2 separate regions of the Gasterosteus aculeatus genome follow, and region 2 is linked to region 1. A link is a contact called in public Hi-C data. All regions are on one chromosome and are shown on one strand. Each heading gives the region's core, a stretch centred on a gene start, on an enhancer-like site or on the middle of the called end of the contact. The rest is flanking DNA. Distances are from core to core; before and after follow the strand shown. Region 1 has its middle 40 kb from the start of LOC120825777. Region 2 overlaps LOC120825525 (protein sidekick-1).

Region 1 (4,829 bases), core at 740-3,239:
CACAGTTGTGTGTGAGCAGGAGAAAAAAAGGGGGATGGTATCATAGCAACTGGCACACGTCCAATATTTAAGAGGTCGTTCGCTCGTCTCCGAGCGCGTTGCTTCTTGCCTGGTGTGGAGGTAGGTGGAGGCAACTGAAGGTCCCACAGGGAGGCCAACACAAAAAGGTATCAACACCGTTGGGACGGGAAGTGGGGGGTGAGGGGGGGGTACAGAGATGAAAAATCGGTCAGCCAGGTGTGCTGCTGCTGAACAGTTTGCAGTGCACCTTGAGGAAAATGATCTGAGAGGAAATGCAGGGTTTGGCGGCGGCGTTTTGGGGTATTGTGCAATCAGGCTAAGGACAGTGAAGACCCGGGCAGAAAGACGGCCTGCTTAGAGAGTCACAGAGTTGCAGCGAGTTCTATCTGTGAAATAGAGATGAGTGGCAAACCAGCGGGATGTAAAGGTGTTTACATTGAGGTGTCAGAGCGGCTTTGATGCACCGTGGCATAGTTTACACAAGGGACTTTAGGGATGAGCAGCATCCTTTCAGAAGAACAGTTTTCAAAAGATCACACGATGCTCAGGGCAGGAATAGCCAATCAGTGAGGATTTATCTGGCATCTACTGCACAACCGAAATTCCTCACTGAAAATAATGTTTTGATCCCTAATATTTTCAACAACAACTACCATATGAATTTAAAAAATGTAAATAATATGTTTACAAATAAGAAATACAGTATCCTGAAATGTTCCAATCAAATGGCTGATTTCTGTGCAGTACAATAGAAAGTAGTTTCTGTTAATTATCCTTATGTTTCCTACTTACTCTGACAATAAACTTTTAGCAGTTGACTAAATATGTGTTTTGGGGATTTGAGAAAGCCAGAGCAAATGACTCTCACGAGGCTTCAAGTTCATCTACTCCTATTGATTTCTTTCCCTTTTTAATTCCACACATTATAACATGGTTCTGATTGCTATTCGGATCTACAAGATGGGGATTTTTTTTTATGTGGCATCCAGACGAATCCCTGGAGTTTTCCCCTTCAGACTGAGTGGCAAAAACCTTACATGGAAAGTAGTTGCATCATAGCCTCTTTAATTACTGGAAACAGAAAGCAAGGAGCCAGTTGCCAAATGAGCCGGGATGGAAAGATAAGTGGAAGAACCGGGGCGAAGGTGCTTGAGGAGAATGTGTTGGGCACAACTGGACCGTTTGGGCCGACTGTTTGACCACTTAGGGGATGGAAAGTCTGCCTCTGAGGATTTATTGAGACAATAAAGGATAAGGTCACTGTGTTTTTAATATTAATGTGTGATTCAATGACCCTCACCATGGAAGAAACTAGGTTATCGGTATAAGCTGCTAGGCTGCAGGCAGTTTTTGTTTTTATGGAGCATGTGTGTTCCTGAGTCCCACTTCTGTAAAATTTTAAGATCTTTGAAGTTAGTACCTTTAAAAAAAACGTGTTCTTCTCATTGTTGTCTTACTACCTCCTTAGTTACACACATGATCTATTAAATAGTATACTGTAACAATTTGAAGTCCATTAAAACCTAAAACTTAAAATTCAATCGACTACGTAGCAATTTTAGACAGGAGATAAATAGTTATTACCCTTCTTACTAATGTGGGGGTTTGGGGGCTTTGGGGATTTGGGGGCGCCTTCCACCACGCTCTCTCATGTGCTGGCATCACCTCCCGCCCCTTAGTTCGGGCTGACCAATAGGAACAGCGGGAGCACTCGGGTCGACCAATCAGCACAAGAAGGGATGATAGTGAATAGAAGTTTAGTTTCAGAGTTTGGGATAGCAAGCTCGAGGGAGAAACCAACGGGGAGGCTGAGCGAGGGAACCGAGGACATCAGCGGGAAAAGTTAAAACAACACCCGTAAATAGGAGCTGTTCGCCGAAGACCGTTAAATACGTCTAAACAAGCGCCCTCTCTCTCTCTCTCTCCCCCCCTCTCCCTCCCTCCCTCCCTCCCTCCTAAGCGGTCGAGGAGGGTGGCAGGTGTTCAGCCAAAGGGGAGACGCGTCGCTTCAGTCGGCTCCCCGAGCCTCCACTGGGTGCCGGACGAAGAAACGCTATAAAAACACCGTGAGTACGCGGGGAGAACACTGAAAACGTTTTTTTTTTTTTTTTGGGAAGTAACCTTTTTCTTTTCCCCCGACTGGACTGTTGTGGAGGACCGTTAGAGACTGCTGGATAACAGGGAGCGAAATGCTCCAGTGTCGCAGCGGGAGTCTCGTCATCGTCGGTTTAACGGACGTTTCCCCCCCGCGGTTCAAACCGACTGTTACCCCCCCTCTCGACTTTTACCGGCTCCCTTTCGCCTTTTAACAGAGCAAATGCGACGGGAGTAGTTACGGAGAAAACTTATAATGCGTTTTTCTTTTCATGCTAACCTGTTGTGTCATCGTTCCGTGTAACATAAGACCGGCAACTTAGCCTCTCTGGTATCCGAGGAGAGGAGAGCCCCTGCCGGGAGGGAAAGAGAGCCAGCAGCCGGGGAGGGGCGGTGGGTCGTTTCGACCCGCGACCACTTGGGATAACAGTTCACCTTCATTTTGGATTTCTTCACGCTTCTCCATCACTACGCTTTCGCGGGAGGGTGGAAAAAAAGGACTTTCCGGTTCGTTTAATTAAACAATAGAGTCGGAGTGCACATAGTCGGTTTACCGGAATCCGCGCGCTGTTAATACGAGCACTCTCCCAATAGTTACAAATGACCCGCGGGACCAAATCCCCCAGAGAAGACCTCACAACAAGCGCGCGTTTGAGGGTCGATAGCGGAGAATAAGCCGATAAATCTAAAATACACTCAAGTGTATTAATCCGGCGCTTTTGGATCAATCCTAATTAAAATGAGGTATTGCGGGACGGAGGAGACACCCGGACTCAGAGATTACCGTTCCGTTACACCGTGAAGCCACGAAGACCCCCCTTTCCCCGTCTGCTTTTTCTTTCTATTTCCTTCAGATGTTTTTTACAATCTTTATTTTTTAAACACCGGAGCCGAGGACCCTTGGAAGCGGCAAGCGACAGCGGTGAACTCCCGGAGCTCTTGAGCTTCACTCCCCCGGGGAGGCGCGGAGCCGGAGCCCGTTTCCTCGGACTTCTTCTCAGTCGTGTGCGAGGAGCAGAGCGACAGCGAGGGGGGAGAAAGAGGGAGAGAGAGAGAGAGAGAGAGAGAGAGAGTTGCAGCAGCATACTTGAAGCACCAAGCGGGACACGGACGCTCTCGGTCCCCTTTCCCCCCTGCGTGATGAAAGCGGGGATTTTGAGCCAGGAGCGGTCGGCGGCGATGGGCCGAGCGAGGAGGACGGCGGCGGGGACGGCCCGCGGCGGGAGCCAGTGTCCGCCTCTGCTCCTGCTGCTCCTTCTCGGGAGCTGCTGCCACATGTTGCACGGACAAGGTGAGAGTCCTGGCTTCCAAACGCCACACGGTGCACCGGTGATACGTTCGTTGATGTGTATATTTTAGATCGATTTACCCTGGATGCCACTTCACCGAGAGCAACAGCATGGTGATCAGGGGGGAAAGTGACACGACGCCTCCTGACCTGGAAACAAGGGTCTGATTTATCACTTATTGTAAGTCGCTTTGGATAAAAGCGTCAGCTGAATGAAAAACGTAAATGTATTAGACCGGATTGGCCTCTTGACTTGGGATGTGTCCCTGCAGGAGGATGACACGGGTTACAGGGCCAGCAACAACAACGTCTCACTGCTAATGAAAGCAGGTTTATTGTTAGGGGTGGGAGGGGGGGGCACTAGACTGGATGAGTAAATCATTGTTATTGTTATGATACATAGATTGGAGGGTCATCGTTGCAGGATTAAGGTATTGAGGATGTGTATGGGAGGGGTGTCACAGTTTCCAAGCATTGATAATCCTCCTCTTAGTCAATGACCTGCTTAACTGCGGCGCCCGATCTGGCACACAACTGTAGGCGCACACTAAGTTGCCCTGTTGTGCTGGCAGGTGTCCAGATTAGTGTGCGATTTGTTGATGCACAAGGTTTAGCGTTTGGACCGTTTGTCGAAATCCAGCATCAGGACCTGTGAGGGGAAATTGTGCGTTGCCATGTTTTTTTTCCCTCCCTTTTCCTGCTGTAGCGACAGTGATGGTGAGAAACTGGATATGTTGTGTGTTTCTTGTGCGAATGCTCCTTGTGCGATCATGTTGGGGTGCCAAACCCAGAGCACAGAAAAGGTCACGCTGGTGTCATGACACCGTTTTCTCTGGGTCACAGATGGCGTGGTAGGATGAATGTGAGGCTGAGGCTTGGGGTTTATGTGGAGGAGGGGTCTTGGGAATGTCTGTGTGTGTGTGTGTGTGTTAGAGGGAGGGGGGGTGGATAGCTATTTGTGAACGCATGGGGAATGTGTAGGAAGATATAGGAGGAATGAAGGGGGAAAGAAAGTCAGAAGGAGGGAGGCGTTGTGAGGGCAGAGGAAGGGAGAGGGGAGTGGCAAGGACAAGCAGGTGAGAATATGAAATAAAGTGGTGATGGGGGGCTTGATACAGACTGAATGTGGTGCACTGTGCTTGTCAATCATAAAGCTGTGTCTGCAGTTCTATCGATGATGACGGTGCGACAACACTTCTGTGTGAAGTCAACCTCTCCACCCTCCACCCTCCTCCACCTCCCTCCCTCGGGGGGTAACAAGGAGGTGGGTTGACGGACGGATGGATGGACGGACGGATGGACGGACGGACGGCGTGGCTGCAGAGTCAGCACCTCTCGCCCTCCTTCTAATGTCAAGGTCTCAGAACCAGCACCCAAGATACTACAACCCCACCGCAATATCCCCCCCACCATCCCCGTCCAGCTG
Region 2 (5,361 bases), core at 1,184-3,683, 130 kb after region 1:
CTGCACTACGCTGTGTTATTGGGTCAAGTGGTCTCTCACAGTTGTTTGCTGATAAAGTACAAGCTTCAACAGCAACTGTGGGTAACAACACCTCATGGCGTCAGTATGACATCATCCGGATGATATTTCCGGAGGTTCCCCACCGGTAGACATCATGCGCCCGTATTCACCGGCTGAGGAGTACTCGTACCCGGGACAACTGGACTAAACTTGTCCTATAAAATCACCCCTACAGCTGTGCCCTCTGCCCTTCCCCAGGTTCAGGATGCGGCAGGTGAACATTGTCGGCTCCAGTGCCATGAGCGCCCCCTCCAGGCTGATTCAAACCCTGCAGGCTGCCCCCGACACGCACCCCTCTAACTTCACCCTGCTGTCTGCCACACAGACCAGCCTGCGCTTCAACTGGAAGGTACTGAAACACCTGAGCATGCGTGGAGACACACGCACGTCCTTAAAACAGTTGAGCCCCTTTCTGTCCCCATTAAAAAAGTTATAATATAAACGATGTACTTGCTCTGCATATCGTTTTTTCTCTGTTCTTGTTTTACTATACAGTAGTTGCATGTTTGAGGCGGTCGTGTGGCTGACGGCCTATAATCAGTGTCTCCCCTTGTTATCAGTGCTAATGCTAATCTGTCAGGTTGTCCATTCACCGCGCGGACCGCTAGCAGCACAAACGGGATTGTCATTTTCTCTCTTTTTTTTGCTCTTCGTTCTTCCACCTCTCTCTCTCCCTCTCTCTCTTTTACTCCCCCATTCGCTCTTCTATTATCACATAAATGGAGAGCAGAGTATTTTTCCATTTAAGAGTTGGAATGAGAAAAGAGCCTGTCAAATCAGACACACACTGAGGCGCTATGTGCTACCTGTGCAGCATGCTAATGGGATTTTACCTGCATGTTAGCGCCCAGTCTCAGCCATGCTAGCCTTTCTGCTCTAATGAAACCATCACAATGGTTTTAGCTAAGGCTATTACTCTAAGCTGCAAATTAAGGGCAATAAAGCTAATGTGACATTCTGTATTATAGCTCCTAAATGCTAAGCCGAGCTACATCCCTGGGCTATTCCAAATGACGGGGTGTGTCACATCCTTATCTGCGGCGCGCCACAAAGCGCTCCCTCTGTGCAAAGTTGGTTAAGAATCTTCTACGGAATAATGCGCCGCGGACGGACCGAACTTCTCACTAATGTGATTTTAGCGGCGCTGAGTAATAGGCGGTCGTGTGATGCATTATGGCGTGGAGGTTCAGGGGCAGAGGAGGGAGCATGAGGTGACAGAGAAAAAGTATGGACAGCAGAGGGAGGGAGGGTGACAGGAAATGAGAGTGGAAGCCGAGAGAGGATGACAGAGTGTGAATAAAACAGGGAGAAGAGGGTGATGGAGAGAGGAAGATCAGGGGATGGAATGTCAAAGGGGAGAAGACAGTAAAAGCTTTTTAAGATGTACTTTAAATTTAGACATGTCACATAAATAACCCTTTTCTTTAGAGCTACTTTATGCTATTTCACTTCTTTTGTGTGTATCTGTGTGTACCTGTGTACATGTAGATGTGTGTGTGTGTCTTTGTTTTTACCACATTGTTAGGATCTAAACTTGATATTCCACTTGTGTTGTCAGGACGAGACTGGGGACGTCTAGATGAAAAGGTTAATCTGGCAGAGGCTTTATTTTACGGCTTAAAGGCTGTCAGAGACCAATTTTGAGTGATGCCAGTTTTCTGATAAAGCTAAAGCAGTTCGGGTGATTCAACATTGAAATTATAGTTGTTGTCTGTCCTTGCCAATGCTGGAAAAATGTTGTGCAGTATTGCAATTGAATGTCTTTGTGCATGTATTTATTCAGTATATGTGAGTGTCCTTTTTGTGTGTATTGCATTTTTCCGGAGGAACGTTGTATTAGATATTTCTCACAGGTACAGGTGGGTTATTATCACTCTATGGTGATTATCAGGAACTAGTCGTAATGAGCAACAAACTGTTGACCACATTTTTATTAATCACAATTTTACAGAAATTGGTTTCACGTTCAATCATCCTTTTCTCCTCTGCCTCAGTGTAGATAGTTTGTCTCTCATCCATCACAGTCAAAACTAATTAAATTCCAAGTGCAGGGACGGCACAAGTGTGGCCAAGTGCTGAAAATAGCAGATATCTTAGTTCGTAAGACTTAGTTGGGTGTCACTGTTATATTTAACCATGTTTGTTAGATGTTTTTAAACATTTGTAACATGAACAATTATAGCACTTTTGTGTGAAAAACATGAAGGTGACAAGCAAAAGACGTCCAAACAGGAATGACCTGTCCTTAATCCCCTCCGTTGTGACCCTGCAGCCCCTCCCAGAGTCCGAGTACAACAGCAGTCCAGAGACTGTGGGGTACCGGCTCAGACTGTGGAGGACAGACGGCCAGGGGGAGGACAGGACGCAGGACGTGGAGAGAGCGGGTGGCACCAATGAGACCACGGTGGACGGCCTGAACCCCTGGACGCAGTACCAGGTTCAGATCCAGGCCTACAACTCCATCGGACCCGGACCGTGGAGCGACACGGTCGCCGCCCTCACCGCGGAATCCGGTAAAAACCCAGAGCGTCGTCTTCCCTGTTTCCTGCAGAGCGGTCTGTCAAAAGGGGTACCAGGAGACGAGGAGGATGAGGAACAAAGTGCACAATTACCATCCACCAGTCTCCCTTCATGGCCCCTCCGCTCGCCGCCCTCTACGCTTTCCCTCTATGTCAGCCAGGGGAAGATTGACGCAGGGAGGGGGGGGGCAGTAAACGCACACACGAGGCTGTAAACACACACTCCCAGTAACCTGGTTAAATGTGTCAAATCTGTATCTTGTGTGACGGGAAAGTGTGATTTTCACATTTTGACACAAGGGCAGCAGCGCCTCGCTTCCCATCCACATGCACAATCACAAGTTCAAATGTACGAATTCTGTTAAGTCACAGACTTAGAGTCCCATGTGGTAATCCCCGGGTGTTTTAAAGCTCCCTAAGCTCCTCGGATTGTTTGGATACAGAATGCACTCAAGAAGTCACATTGTTTGAGGTTGTTTTTTTTTCTCCAAGCTGTCTGAATGGAATAAAAATAAAATCTGACCCGTCCACCACATCCTGAAATGCCTTTTCAAATTTAAAATCAGTTTAGCTTATTAGTACTAAAGGACTGCAGGCATCGAGGTTGTTTTTCTCTTTGCTGTTTCTGTTGACAGTGTGATTCGGTTTAAAGAATGTTTTATTTCTGGCATATTGTCAAAAACCCAAAGTCTGAATAGTGGAGAAAAACCATGTGGCACCAGCAGATTTTTCACCATTAAGTCATGAAGATGATTCAAACTTGTGTGTGATACTTTAATTCTGGTTTTTATCTTGCATGTCATGATTTTACATGTTTCTGAATCTGGGGGATTTCACTCACTATTTCGCATTAGTAATTACAATACTAGTTGCTTTGTCGCCGATTATTTTTCATCAGCGCAGCATGGCAGTCCTGGGAGGGGGAAGGAGGATAAATTACCTCTTATTTATTTAAAGAGCAAGACAACAAATATTCTTCTTCAACATGACTAGAAATGCTTTGTTTATATCATCTAGTTCCGTCTGGGTCCCCGGTGAATGTGACCGCTGAGGCAGTGAGCTCCACCAGGATCCTGCTCAAGTGGTCCGCTCTCCCCCAGGCACAGAGGAATGGAGTCGTACTTGGATACAAGGTGTAGAAAACACAAAAACACTCGCACACTCATGCACACAATCGCGCCCCGGCCTTCACACTTGACCCCCTCAGCCCATTATCACTTTCTCCAACGCTTCCGCACACTTTGGATGCTCACATTGGCATCTAATATCAGCTAAAAAAATGACGTAATCCACTGCAACTGCTCCAGTTTTGTTCTTCTAAAAGCCCCCGGAGTCGGTTAGTATGTGTGTGTGTGTGTGTGTGTGTGTGTAAAACTGTGCACATGCTTATGAGAGTGGCTTTAATGTTTAATACCCTTTCATAAAACAGCAGTTTTTGTGTCATGCTGTAGTGGGAACAATACCCGGATTATTCATTTATGAAAAATGGACAATAATCCATAAAGCCCGATGGTTTTTGGTATTTGAAAAAAAAAAAACATGAACTGACGCAACGGGAGCGTATTCGTTGTGTATACACACATGCCGGGAATATTCTTTAGAGATCCTGCATTAGTATTTAAGTCAAGACTTGTGAACCACTCAAGCAACGCGGCTTACAATCCCTGTCTGCCAAACTTTAGCTCATCTGTTCTTGTATTCAAACTAAGTCGTAGAACGCAGCGATGCGGTGAACATGTTCAGGTCTGTAAGAAAAGGCTGGATAAATGCTGGGTGATGGTGTAATGCCAGGTGCACTCAGTTTTACCTAAGTGCACCACTCACCGGCAGCAACATTCCTCCTTTTACTCTCCCACGCAGACCCGCCAAAGGTTTATTATGATGCACTCCACTTCCTTTTTTTCATTATAAAATAAACAGACGACACCCACCAGTTGTCTGTTCTTTTGCAGTTTAGCTTTTCCTGTGCAGTGGCATATACGTTGTACGCCCCCAAACAGGAATTTCAACACGGAGAAAACACGCGCCACATTATTTGCCAGTATAAATCTGGCATTGAGTTCAGCTCTTAATCACCAGTCCAAACAAAACATAGCGAAAGGAGGCTTTAAAAACAGATGGAAATGTACCTTCATTTGTAAGTACATGTTTGTGCTTCAAACACACTCATCTACTAAAGAAACAGGCTGTAACTGTGCCATGCGGCCTTTTAAAAATCCTCTCCTCCACCATGCCCACAGCTCATCACACTCCCCATCTGTGTGTGTTTTCTTGTGCCCTCCTGAGGATCCCACCGAGCAGCACGCCTTCCCACGGCTGCCAGCAGTAGCTCTTCAGCACCTCCCGTCCCTCAGTGGATGCTGAATAGTTTTCTGCCTCCTGCAGTCCTGCCGAGCTCTCCCAATGACTATTTCTGTTCTTTCAGACACTTAAGAACTGGCATTTTCCTGTGCATGAACATGAATAGGAGAAAGAGCAGGAAGGAGCCCTTTTGGACACGTGAGCGTGTTGCCGGTGAAAGAGCACCGGGTGCTGATCTGTGTTCATAATGGCTGTAGGTGTTACAGGGTCGGTCTGGTCTCACCAAATTACCAAAAGTAATCAAAGGCTTGATGTGGCCTATTTATCGGGGCACAGACGGACGTGTTTCCTCGCTGTGAAGCTCTATGCTGTGCAGTTTGTAAAGCCCTGTGAGGTTTGTGTGTGTGTGTGGAATTTGGGGCTATATTAAAGAAAGTTGAATTGACTCATACACAGCTCTATTAACTAAATTGTTTAATTA

The links. A called contact is a pair of places that touch in the nucleus more often than the background predicts.
Region 2: a Hi-C map of liver shows a contact between it and region 1, with 4 times the contacts expected there. The contact joins two enhancer-like sites. A contact is called at or near these places in 3 of 6 Hi-C or Micro-C datasets (liver, skeletal muscle and tail fin).

The regions. Positions count from the first base shown.
Region 1 is chr9:18,590,497-18,595,325 of fGasAcu3.hap1.1, forward strand. No RefSeq gene overlaps it. Among protein-coding and RNA genes, the nearest start is that of LOC120825777, 40 kb to the left of the region's middle. Within about 2 kb of position 1,990, at least 7 of the 9 cell types and tissues checked have open chromatin away from gene starts, as enhancers often do.
Region 2 is chr9:18,719,363-18,724,723 of fGasAcu3.hap1.1, forward strand. LOC120825525 (protein sidekick-1) reads left to right here. Exons shown (of 41, transcript XM_078109320.1): 20 at 259-409; 21 at 2,333-2,573; 22 at 3,597-3,712. Among protein-coding and RNA genes, the nearest start is that of LOC120825253, 27 kb to the right of the region's middle. Within about 2 kb of position 2,434, at least 1 of the 9 cell types and tissues checked has open chromatin away from gene starts, as enhancers often do.